Regions from separate parts of the Oryctolagus cuniculus genome. Here region 1 is linked to region 2. Evidence: chromatin contacts called from public Micro-C data. All regions are on one chromosome and are shown on one strand. Each heading gives the region's core, a stretch centred on a gene start, on an enhancer-like site or on the middle of the called end of the contact. The rest is flanking DNA. Distances are from core to core; before and after follow the strand shown. Region 1 holds the start of UPF1 (UPF1 RNA helicase and ATPase). Region 2 holds the start of REX1BD (required for excision 1-B domain containing).

The links. A called contact is a pair of places that touch in the nucleus more often than the background predicts.
Region 1: a contact with region 2 is called in a Micro-C map of ear pinna, with 4 times the contacts expected there. The contact joins the promoter of UPF1 here to the promoter of REX1BD in region 2. A contact is called at or near these places in 2 of 6 Hi-C or Micro-C datasets (ear pinna and an unstated tissue).

The regions. Positions count from the first base shown.
Region 1 is chr16:65,845,914-65,850,721 of mOryCun1.1, forward strand. It overlaps UPF1 (UPF1 RNA helicase and ATPase), which reads left to right and starts at 2,325. Exons shown (of 24, transcript XM_070059018.1): 1 at 2,325-2,801. The coding sequence starts at 2,577.
Region 2 is chr16:65,712,115-65,716,701 of mOryCun1.1, forward strand. It overlaps REX1BD (required for excision 1-B domain containing), which reads left to right and starts at 2,830. Exons shown (of 5, transcript XM_051841599.1): 1 at 2,830-2,989; 2 at 3,079-3,161; 3 at 3,348-3,552; 4 at 3,988-4,067; 5 at 4,497-4,587. The coding sequence starts at 2,924. The coding sequence ends at 4,569. It overlaps UBA52 (ubiquitin A-52 residue ribosomal protein fusion product 1), which reads left to right and starts at 548. Exons shown (of 5, transcript XM_051841600.2): 1 at 548-678; 2 at 1,165-1,283; 3 at 1,667-1,753; 4 at 1,848-1,950; 5 at 2,059-2,229. The coding sequence starts at 1,181. The coding sequence ends at 2,152.

The DNA.
Region 1 (4,808 bases), core at 1,075-3,574, 130 kb after region 2:
ACTGAAGGCGGCGGGGCCGAGGCCAGGCGCCCGGAGCTCAGGCCGGAGCCTCCCGAGGGCGACGGGGCTGCAGAAGCCCCGACTCGCTGGCAGGCGCTGGGTCGGAGCGGAGCAGACAGGACCCCACCGGGCGCGCAGTTTAACCCACAGCTCCCTCGCTGGGGCTCCCACGGTCTGGTCTGTCCCAGGCGGGTGTAGCCGGCGCCCGTCTGCTTATGGTTTGCACACAGTCTCTCTTTCTGGTCATTTTCACTGATTTGTTGTTTTTGGAGGTAAAGTGAGGATGCAGAATTGTTTTTTTTTTTTTAATGCATTCTAACAACCTCTGCCTTTTAAGTGGAGAGTTTGTCTCATTTACATCTAATGCAGCCCTGGTGAGGATTGGTTCTGCTTTTTCTCTTTTTTCTTTTTTAAATTTTATTATTTATTTATTTGACAGGCAGAGTTAGACAGTGAGAGAGAGAGACAGAAAGGTCTTCCTTCCGTTGGTTCACCCCCCAATGGCCGCTATGGCCAGTGCTGCGCCGATCCGATGGCAGGAGCCAGGTGCTTCTCCTGGTCTCCCATGGGGTGCAGGGCCCAAGCACTTGGGCCATCCTCCACTGCACTCCCGGGCCACAGCAGAGAGCTGGCCTGGAAGAGGGGCAACCAGGACAGAACCCGGCACCCATATGGGATGCCAGCGCCTCAGGCAAGGATTAACCAAGTGAGCCACAGTGCCGGCCTTTTTTCTTTTTATAGGATTGACTTATTGGGGGCCGGTGCTGTGGCACAGCGGGTTAATGCCCTAACCTGCAGTGCCGGCATCCCATATGGGCTACAGTTCTAGTCCCGGCTGCTCCACTTCCAATCCAGCTCTCTGCTATGGCCTGCGAAGGCAGTGGAAGATGACCCAAGTGCTTGGGCCCCTGCACCCCCATGGGAGTCCAGGAGGAAGCTCCTGGCTCCTGGCTTCGGATCAGCGCAGCGCCGGCTGTTGCGGCCAATTGGGGAGTGAACCAGCGGATGGTTCTCTCTCTATTTCTCTCTACCTTTTCTGTAACTCTGTCAAATAAATAAATATTAAAGCAAAAATTGACTCATTTATTTGAAAGAGAGAGAGAGAGAGAGAGAGATCTCCCATCCACTGGTTCACTCCCCAATTGGCCACAACAGCCGGAGCTGCGCCGATCTGAAGCCAGGAGCCAGGAGCCCCATCCGGGTCTCCCACGCGGGTGCAGGGGTCCAAGCACCTGGCCCACCCCCCACTGCTTTCCCAGGCCACTGCAGAGAGCTGGATGGGAAGCGGTGCAGCTGGGGCTCGAACCGGTATCCTTATGGAAGTTGGCGTTGCCGGCAGCTTTACCCGCCATGCCACCGCGCCGGCCCCTTGCCACGTTTCTGCTTTCTGTGCACCTTAGGTCTTTTTTGATCAGCTCCTCCTTAGCTTCTGGTGTGTCAAACAGGGCAGGGGTGCGCTCTGCACACTGTCACAGGTGTACCCGCCCGCCCGGCTGATCAACTCTCCCGGATCAGCGGGGCGCTCCCAGGGCTGCGCTCACTGCTGGCTCGCGGGCTTCCGCCTCCAGTCGGGTCTTTCCGTGGGGCCACACTGAGCGTCCCAGCCCGAGGTCCCTGTATGTGAATTTGGAAACTCTCCAGGCACCGTGTTGAGACCGGGGGCGCCAGGGCTCAGCCGGGTCCCCCACGTGGCGGTGGCAGCGGCCCAGGTTCTTGTCACCTGCTGCCTTCCGGGGTGTGGACGCGCAGGGGGCTGGGGTCGGGAGTGCAGCGGGGACTCGAACCCAGGCAATAGCAGAGAGCTGGATCGGAAGTGGGGCAGCCGGGACTCGAACCCGCGACTATCTGGGATGCCGGCACTGCAGGCGGCGGCTTCACCTGCCACGCCACAGCGCCGGCTCCAAGGCAGCATCTTAACCACTATATCCAGCAGCAGCCACCCCCAAGACTCCCTGGCAACCTTAGTGAGCACCAGCTGTATACAGCAATCTTGTCCGTGCTGGAACCACCGTGCTGCACAAAGCCAAGCGCCCCCCCACGCCCGCACAGCTCCGCGGGCCCTCCCACGCCCGCACAGCCCCGCGGCCCGGAGACTCCGAGCAGCGGTTGGGGCGGGGCCGAGGCCGGAGCGCCCGCCGCGGCGGCCGTTGGAAGCCCCGCCCCTCCGCGCGTGCGCACCAGGCGTCCCGCCGGCCCGCTCGGCTCGGGGCGTCTGTGGGCGGGCCTGGCGGGAGACCGCGAGGAGCGCGCGCGCCTGCGCCGGCGTCGGCCTCGCGCACGCGCACCTGCGCCGGCGTCGGGCTCGCGCACGCGCACGGCGGCAGCGGCGGCGGCGGCGGTTCCTGCCGGGGGCTGCGAGTGGCGGGCGGCTCCGAGGGGCGGCAGCGGCGGCTCCGAGGGGCGCTCGGCGGCGGCGGCGGCGGCGGCTTCGCGCTCACGGGCGGCGGCCAGGCTCGCTGCGGGGCGGGCGGCGCGGCCGGGCCGGGCACGCGGCGGCGGCGGCGAGGCGGCCCGAGGCCTGCGGCCTAGGCCTCGGCGCGGCAGCGAGCTCGAGTAGGCGCGGAGCCGGCGGCGCCATGAGCGTGGAGGCGTACGGGCCCAGCTCGCAGACGCTCACCTTCCTGGACACGGAGGAGGCCGAGCTGCTCGGCGCCGACACACAGGGCTCCGAGTTCGAGTTCACCGACTTCACCCTCCCCAGCCAGACCCAGACGCCCCCCGGCGGCCCCGGCGGCCCCGGCGGCGCGGGGGGCCCGGGCGGCGCGGGCGCGGGCGCTGCGGCCGGACAGCTGGACGCGCAGGTGAGCGAGCGGCACATGGCGGCGCCGGAAGCCCGGGCCCGGACCCCCCCACACCTGGCCGGGGGTCGCGGCGATCCCGCGGGGGCTCCCGGCGGGGCGGCTGGGTGTGGGTGCTGCTGGGGCCAGGCGGCCGGGGGGCCCTCCGTTCGCTTCCGGGTGGCCCGGACCTGCGGTTGGGGGGGGGTGGGCGACTGCTCGGGCCGGCTCGGGGCCCCCCGCCCGCGCCCGGGGGGTCTCGGCGCCCGCGCAGTGGCGCGCGCCCGGCCGCGCGTGGCAAAGTTGGGATTTCGGGGCGCGCGAGTGGAGGGGCCGCGGCGGTGGTTCAGGGGGCGGGTCGCTGGTGTTTCCTGCCCGCGCTGCCGCCTGTTGGCGAAACCAACCTGTTACGTAAGCCGGCGGCCCTGCCCGCCCGGCGAAGTTGGGGCTGAGTTGGGTCCGGCCCGGAGCGCGGAGCCGGCTTCTCCGGGGAAGGGGCCGCTCGCTCGGGCGCTTCCCGTTGGGGGACGTAGCCCGCGCGTGCTTGGCCTGGGCTTGAGCCTGGGGCGCGGGGGGCGCAGGTGCTGGCTGGGGGGTCCTGCGGAGTCGCCACCACGTCCGTCCTCTGGGTCTCCGACGGCGGCCCCCCGGACCCCGACCCCGACCCCGACCCCCGGCGAGTTTTCCGGAATCCTGGGAGGCTCGCCTGGCGCGCAGGTGCTGCCGGGCACAGCCTGGGGCTCTGGCGCCCCCTCCCCCACCGTCCCGCCCCGGGGAGCCCCGGCCCCCTCGTGGGCGGGGGGCTTGTGGGCTACGTGGCTGAGTCAGCGGCGTGGGCTCGTCACCCACTTGGGCTTTCTTTTCTTCGCGGCCAGAAGCAGCAGACGTTTGACTCATGCGAACCCCGACTTCCTTGAAATAGAATGCGGCAGGGGGCGGGGCGCGCAGGTGCGCCAGGACAGGTCCCCCCCCCACCCCCAGTCTTGTTTACCTTGGTGGGAGGGAGGCCGGGAGAGGTGCGCGTCTGCGGGAAGGGACGGGTGGCGGTGGGCCCTCCCGCCGCCGTGAGATGGGGTGGGGGCGGGAGCCCTGGGCCCGCGTGCGAGCGGGGTGGGGGTGCATCTGGCGGCTGGGGACGGAGGTGACTGTCACGGAGCCGCTCTGGGTGGCTTTGTGGGCAGGGGAGGGGCAGGGTCTGGGCGCCGGCTGGCTCGGGATGAGGACCTGGCCCTCGGGCCGCGTGGGGGGAGCGCGGGTGACACCCACGCAGCGGGGGAGTGTCGATCCTCGGGGAGCGAGAAGGCGGCGGCCGAGGCCTGGGGCCCTGGGACGTGGGGGGCATTTTTCTTTTTTTTATAAGTTGGTTTTCATTTATTTGAAAGGCGGAAAGGGAGGGCTCTTTCAACGGCTGGTTCGCTCCCCAGTGCCCGCGAGAGGAAGGTCCGGGCCAGGCCGAAGCCCGGAGCTGGGACCCCAGGCTGGGTCTCGGGGGTGCGGGCCCCTGCTGTCTGCTGTGGTCGCGTGTCCACTCTCCACTCCCCAGACGGCTGCAGCAGCCAGGGCCGGGCCCCCTCTAGTCTCCGCGCAGGTGCAGCGGCCGAGCACTGGCGCTGTCACCTGCAGGGAGCGCCCCCGGGAGTGGCAGCGCCAGCGCCGGGCCCGGCCCCCCGCGGGTGTGCCCGCCCGGGAAGGTCCTACTTGTCCCTGGGAGTTGGCGGTGCCGTCCGCGTGCGCCGGGGACCTGGAGAAGGGTTCCAGCCTCCCGGCCTGTCTCTGGGTTGTTGAGGTTGAGCGTCACCTTGGGACCAGGGTGCGCTGGCTCCTGGGTGGTTGGAGGGGGTGGTTGTAGGCGCGGGGTGAGTACCGGGGGCTGCAGCCCAAGACCGAGTGGGAGACTCGTCTGTGTTCCCGTACACACAGCCTGATGGCTTCTCTGTTCTTTAAGACTCATTTATTTATTAGAAAGGCAGCTTTACACGGAGAAGCTGAGAGAGAGAAGTCTTCCAGCTGCGGTTCGCTCCCCGGATGGCC
Region 2 (4,587 bases), core at 1,580-4,079:
CTCTCCGCAGCCTCGAGGTGGACCCAAGACAGGGGCCTGTTCCGAAGGCTACCCGTCCTGGGAGCACTTGGAGACGGTGTCAGGAAGGCACGGGCCAGAGGGCGGGCTCCCGCTCCGGGAATGCGCAGGGAGACACAGGGCCCTGCAAGGTGCCCAGGGGACGGGGTGACCTCACCTCTAACAGGCCGGACTACCCCCGAGCCTCCGTCCACGGTCCAGACCCTGCCTGGCCGCCGCCCACCAACCTTTATGGAGGCGGAGGCACCGGTTCACCTGCCCTACCTGGTCCGCCCGTGCGCACCAACCAAGGGAGAGGGCTCTACCAACCAAGCCCAGGGGTCCCTGCCTACCTCCGGGCCCTGGGCCTCCTGCCTGCCCCCGCCCCCAGACCCTCTGCTCAAGCAGTGTCCCCGGAGGCCGGAGGCCCCAACACCTGGCCAGGTGCGTCGGTCCGCGCACCTGACCCGGCACCCCGGCCGCCGGGCGGGGGCGGAGAGCGCACACTCGGAAGGGAGTTGCCCACACGCGCCGTGGCTTCGATCGCCAGCACTGAACATGGCGCCGGGGCGGGGCCCGAGGGGATTGTGACGCAGGCGCCAGCGCGCAGGCGCTCTCGGCGGCCCATCTCCGGTTTCCGGTTCCGCCGCCCTCTTTCTCTTCGACGAGGCGGTCGAGCGGGTCGGTGGCGGAGGCCGCGCGGGGTCGCGTGGGGCGCGGCGGGGAAGGCGGGATGGCGGAGCCGGGGGTGTGCGGCCGGGGCTCCGAGCTCGGGGGGCGCCGCCGAGGGCAGCGGCAGCCGTGCGGACGGGCCGGCCCGCGAGGCCCGGGGCCTGGAGCGAGGCCCGGGGCGGGCGCGTCCGCGGCGGGGGCAGAGGGGGCGGCCGGCGCCGGCTCCGGCTCCTTCAAGGGGACCGCGTTCTGCGGGCCGGCTGCCCTTGGTGGCGGCGCCCGGGTTAACCCTGTCTGATGAGACTGCGGGTGTAGACGGGCCCCCGGCACGTGTCGGCGGCAGCCATTGCTGCCCGGGAATGCAGTGAGGGCGAGAGGAGGGGTCTCGGGAGCCGGCGGGGCTGAGCGGGGCGGCCGGGGCCGAGTCCAGGCGTGTGCGGGGCGGGGTGCGTGGCGTGGGGAGGGGGACGCGCTCACCGCCGTGCGCCCCACCAGCTCCGCGGGCGCCGCGATGCAGATCTTTGTGAAGACCCTGACGGGCAAGACCATCACCCTCGAGGTCGAGCCCAGCGACACCATCGAGAATGTCAAAGCCAAGATCCAAGACAAGGAGGGTGAGTGGGGCCGGGCTGGGGGGTCCTGGTCCCCGGGTACACACGATGGGGCTCCCTGGGTCCCGTGTGTGTGATGGGGGCTGGGCTGGGGTATCCCCCGGATACATGTGATGGGGCCGGGCCTGGGAGCCCCCTGGGTCCTGTGTGTGGGATGAAGGCTGGGGTTGGGGGTCCCCGTGTGGGTTGGGGTACCCGTAGGTGTGATGGGGTTGGGCTGGGGTCCCCGGACCCTTTGCGCATGCGAGGCTGGGTCTCGGGCCCCAGTTCCCCTGGCTGGGATGAGGCTGGGTCTGGACCGGGTTCAGTTTCCCTTTTCGGGGGGCTGTACTGTGGGACCCCCGCCGCCCCGGGAGGAGCTGAGGCCCCCGCTCGCCCCCTTGCAGGCATCCCGCCTGACCAGCAGCGTCTGATTTTCGCGGGCAAACAGCTGGAGGACGGCCGCACCCTGTCGGACTACAACATCCAGAAAGGTGCGGGCGGGGGGTGGGGGCCCAGGGTCCGGGGGGATGGGGGGTGTGCGGCGCGGGAGAGACCCCGGCCCCTGAGCTGCCGCCCGCCCCGCAGAGTCCACCCTGCACCTGGTGCTGCGCCTGCGCGGCGGCATCATCGAGCCCTCGCTCCGCCAGCTGGCGCAGAAGTACAACTGCGACAAGATGATCTGCCGCAAGTGCGCGTGCGCGGGGGGCGGCGGGGAGGGGAGGGGAGGGAGAGGGGGTCCCCGGCGGGGAGCGGAGCGGTGCCCCCGCCCTCACCGCCGCCCGCCCTGCCCGCGCAGGTGCTACGCCCGCCTGCACCCCCGCGCCGTCAACTGCCGCAAGAAGAAGTGCGGGCACACCAACAACCTGCGCCCCAAGAAGAAGGTCAAATAAGGCCGCGCCCGCCCGGGGGCGTGGTCTCCGTGCGCCCCGCCCCCCAATAAATCTTCCCCTCGGTTACTGGAGCATAACCGGTGTCTCCTGGCTGGTCTGTTGGGGGGGGGGTGGCCGCCGCTCGCGGGGACGGGGTCCCTGCAGGCCTGACCTTGGCCGTCGGGGGGGGGGGGCGCTGCTGAGCCGCTTCCCTGCTAAGGCGGCCAGGAGGCAGCAGGTGCGCGGGCCCTGCCTGTACAGGGGCTGCACGGAGTTCCCAGCTTGGGGCCCAGTCCGGCTCCTGGACCAGCGGAGGGAGCCCCCTTTTTGCCCACCCCCACACTTCGGCTCTCAAGAAAGGAACACTTGCTCTGGGGCTCTGTTGCCGGGCAACGCTGACGGGAGCCTGGTCCTCCCGCCCAGCACCTCGGGGCGCCGTGCCAGGCCACCTCCCCAGCGCCCCGTGTGTCACGATGCCCCGAGGCCCGTGTGCCCGCCTCAGGGCCTTTGCACACAAGCCCCTGTGACGGGCCGCCTAGTGCCTGCCCGCGCACCTGTGCTTTGCGTCGGGAACGGGTCGTCTTTGTGGGCAGCACGCGAGACCGGAGTCGGTGTTGATAGGGGCCGGACACCTGCCGCGAGCTGGGGGGGCGGGGTTCTGAGCGAGCCCGGGCTGCCTCCGCCCCTCCAGGCCCGCCCGCCGCGGCTCGGTGTCCGCAGACCTCCGGGCCGGCAGGGGGCGCCCTGCGAGGCGCAGCGGCCTGCTCCGGGGCGCGGCGCGCGTGCACAGCCATGGTGCCCGACGGGGCCGCGGCGGTCCCAGGAGCCGCGGAGCGCGAGGAGCCGGCGTGGCCGTGGGTGAGCCAGGACGCGGCCGGGGGCCGGGGGGCGGGCGGCGCAGGGCCAGGGGCGCCGGCTCAAGCCGCAGCCGTGCCCCCGCCCCGCAGAAAGACGCGCCGATCTGGACGCTGGTACAGCGCGTGCACCAGCTGCAGGCCGAGCGCGCGCAGGCCTTTCGCCGCTTGGACGAGTGAGTGCGGGCGCGGGCCCCGAGGGCGGAGGGGGCGCCCCGGTCCCCGGGTGCCTTGGGGGCGGGGAGCAGGGGCGCGGTCTCAGGACCCCCACCGCCGCCTGGAGTGAGTACGGGCGTGGGCCCCGAGGGCGGAGCGAGGCGCCTCGGAGGGGGGCGCGGCCTCAGGACCCCCGTCCGCCGCAGAGCCCACCGCCAGTACGTGCGCAGCGGCCCCGACTACGACTTCGCGAGCTACCGGAGCGCGGTGCACGAGGTCACGCAGGCCTTCGCCGCCGCCTCGCGGGAGGTGCTGGCGCTGGAGGCCGAGCTGGCCGGGCCCCGCGCGCAGCCGCGGCTCGCCGGCCACGTGCGCAGCCTGCAGCAGCTGGAGCAGACGCGTCTGACCACGGTGAGGCCACGGCCCTGCCGCGCAGGGCGCGCCCCCCGCGGGGCCCCTCCTGGCCCCGGCCCCTCCTGGCCCCCACCCCCGGCTGTCTCACTTTCTGGCCTCTCAAGCCCGCGGGAGAGGGGACCCTAGGTCCCACCTCCCACGTGCTTGGGGTTCTGAGGCCACGCCCACGTCGCCCCTCCCCCGACATTCCCAGGCCACACCCTCCCTAGCGGGACCCTCCCGGTCCCGCAAGCCGAGCCTTCGCTGGGGTTCTAACCCCGCCTCCGGGCCCGAGAGGCCCCGCCTGCCCCACGCCCACCGCCCATCCCGAGCCGGAACGTCCTTGTAGAGCCACGCCCACCCCTGCCTTGCCCCGAGACTCCTCCCGCACAGCGCCCACCCCTTCCTCTCTGGGTGTCTCAAGGTCCCCCACTTCCTCGCCCCCCCCCCCAGGTGGCCTTGCTGCAGCTGGCGGGGTCGCCGGAGCTGGCGGGGCAGGAGGACGCGGGACAGACGCAACGGCTGAAGATGAAGTGAGTGCATGAGCGCGCGGCGCGCACCCGCGAGGCGTCTGCCCCAGGGCGCTGCCCCACCCCCACCCCGCCCGGCCGCGGGCTACCCTCCGGCCTTGCTCCGCCGGGCAGCCCCAGGCGCGCGCAACGGGGACACCTCGGCCGCACGCTGCTCAGGGTGCGCGCACGGCCCGGACGCGGCGATCCCCGCTCCCCTGTCGAGCACGCGCCTGCCGTTTGCCTCTCTCTGGGCGCCAGGCACGCTCCGAACCCCTCAAGGGCACGAGGCTTGGTCCCCCCCCCCTTGTCCCTGGGCCCCCGCCCCTCGCCTTGCAGGCACCCTCCGAAGCGCGCGCGCCAAGGGCAGCCTGGAGGCTTGGCGCGGGCTGCGCCGTGGCGGCTAATTCGCCCCATCTGGGTTGTATTTATAGCTCCCATCCGCTCTTGTAGGGTAATTAAAACCATGGAGGCGATCAGCGAGGTCCTCCAAGACCTCAAGTTTGAGGCCGACTCCGCCGAGTGATGGTGGCTCCCCAGGGGC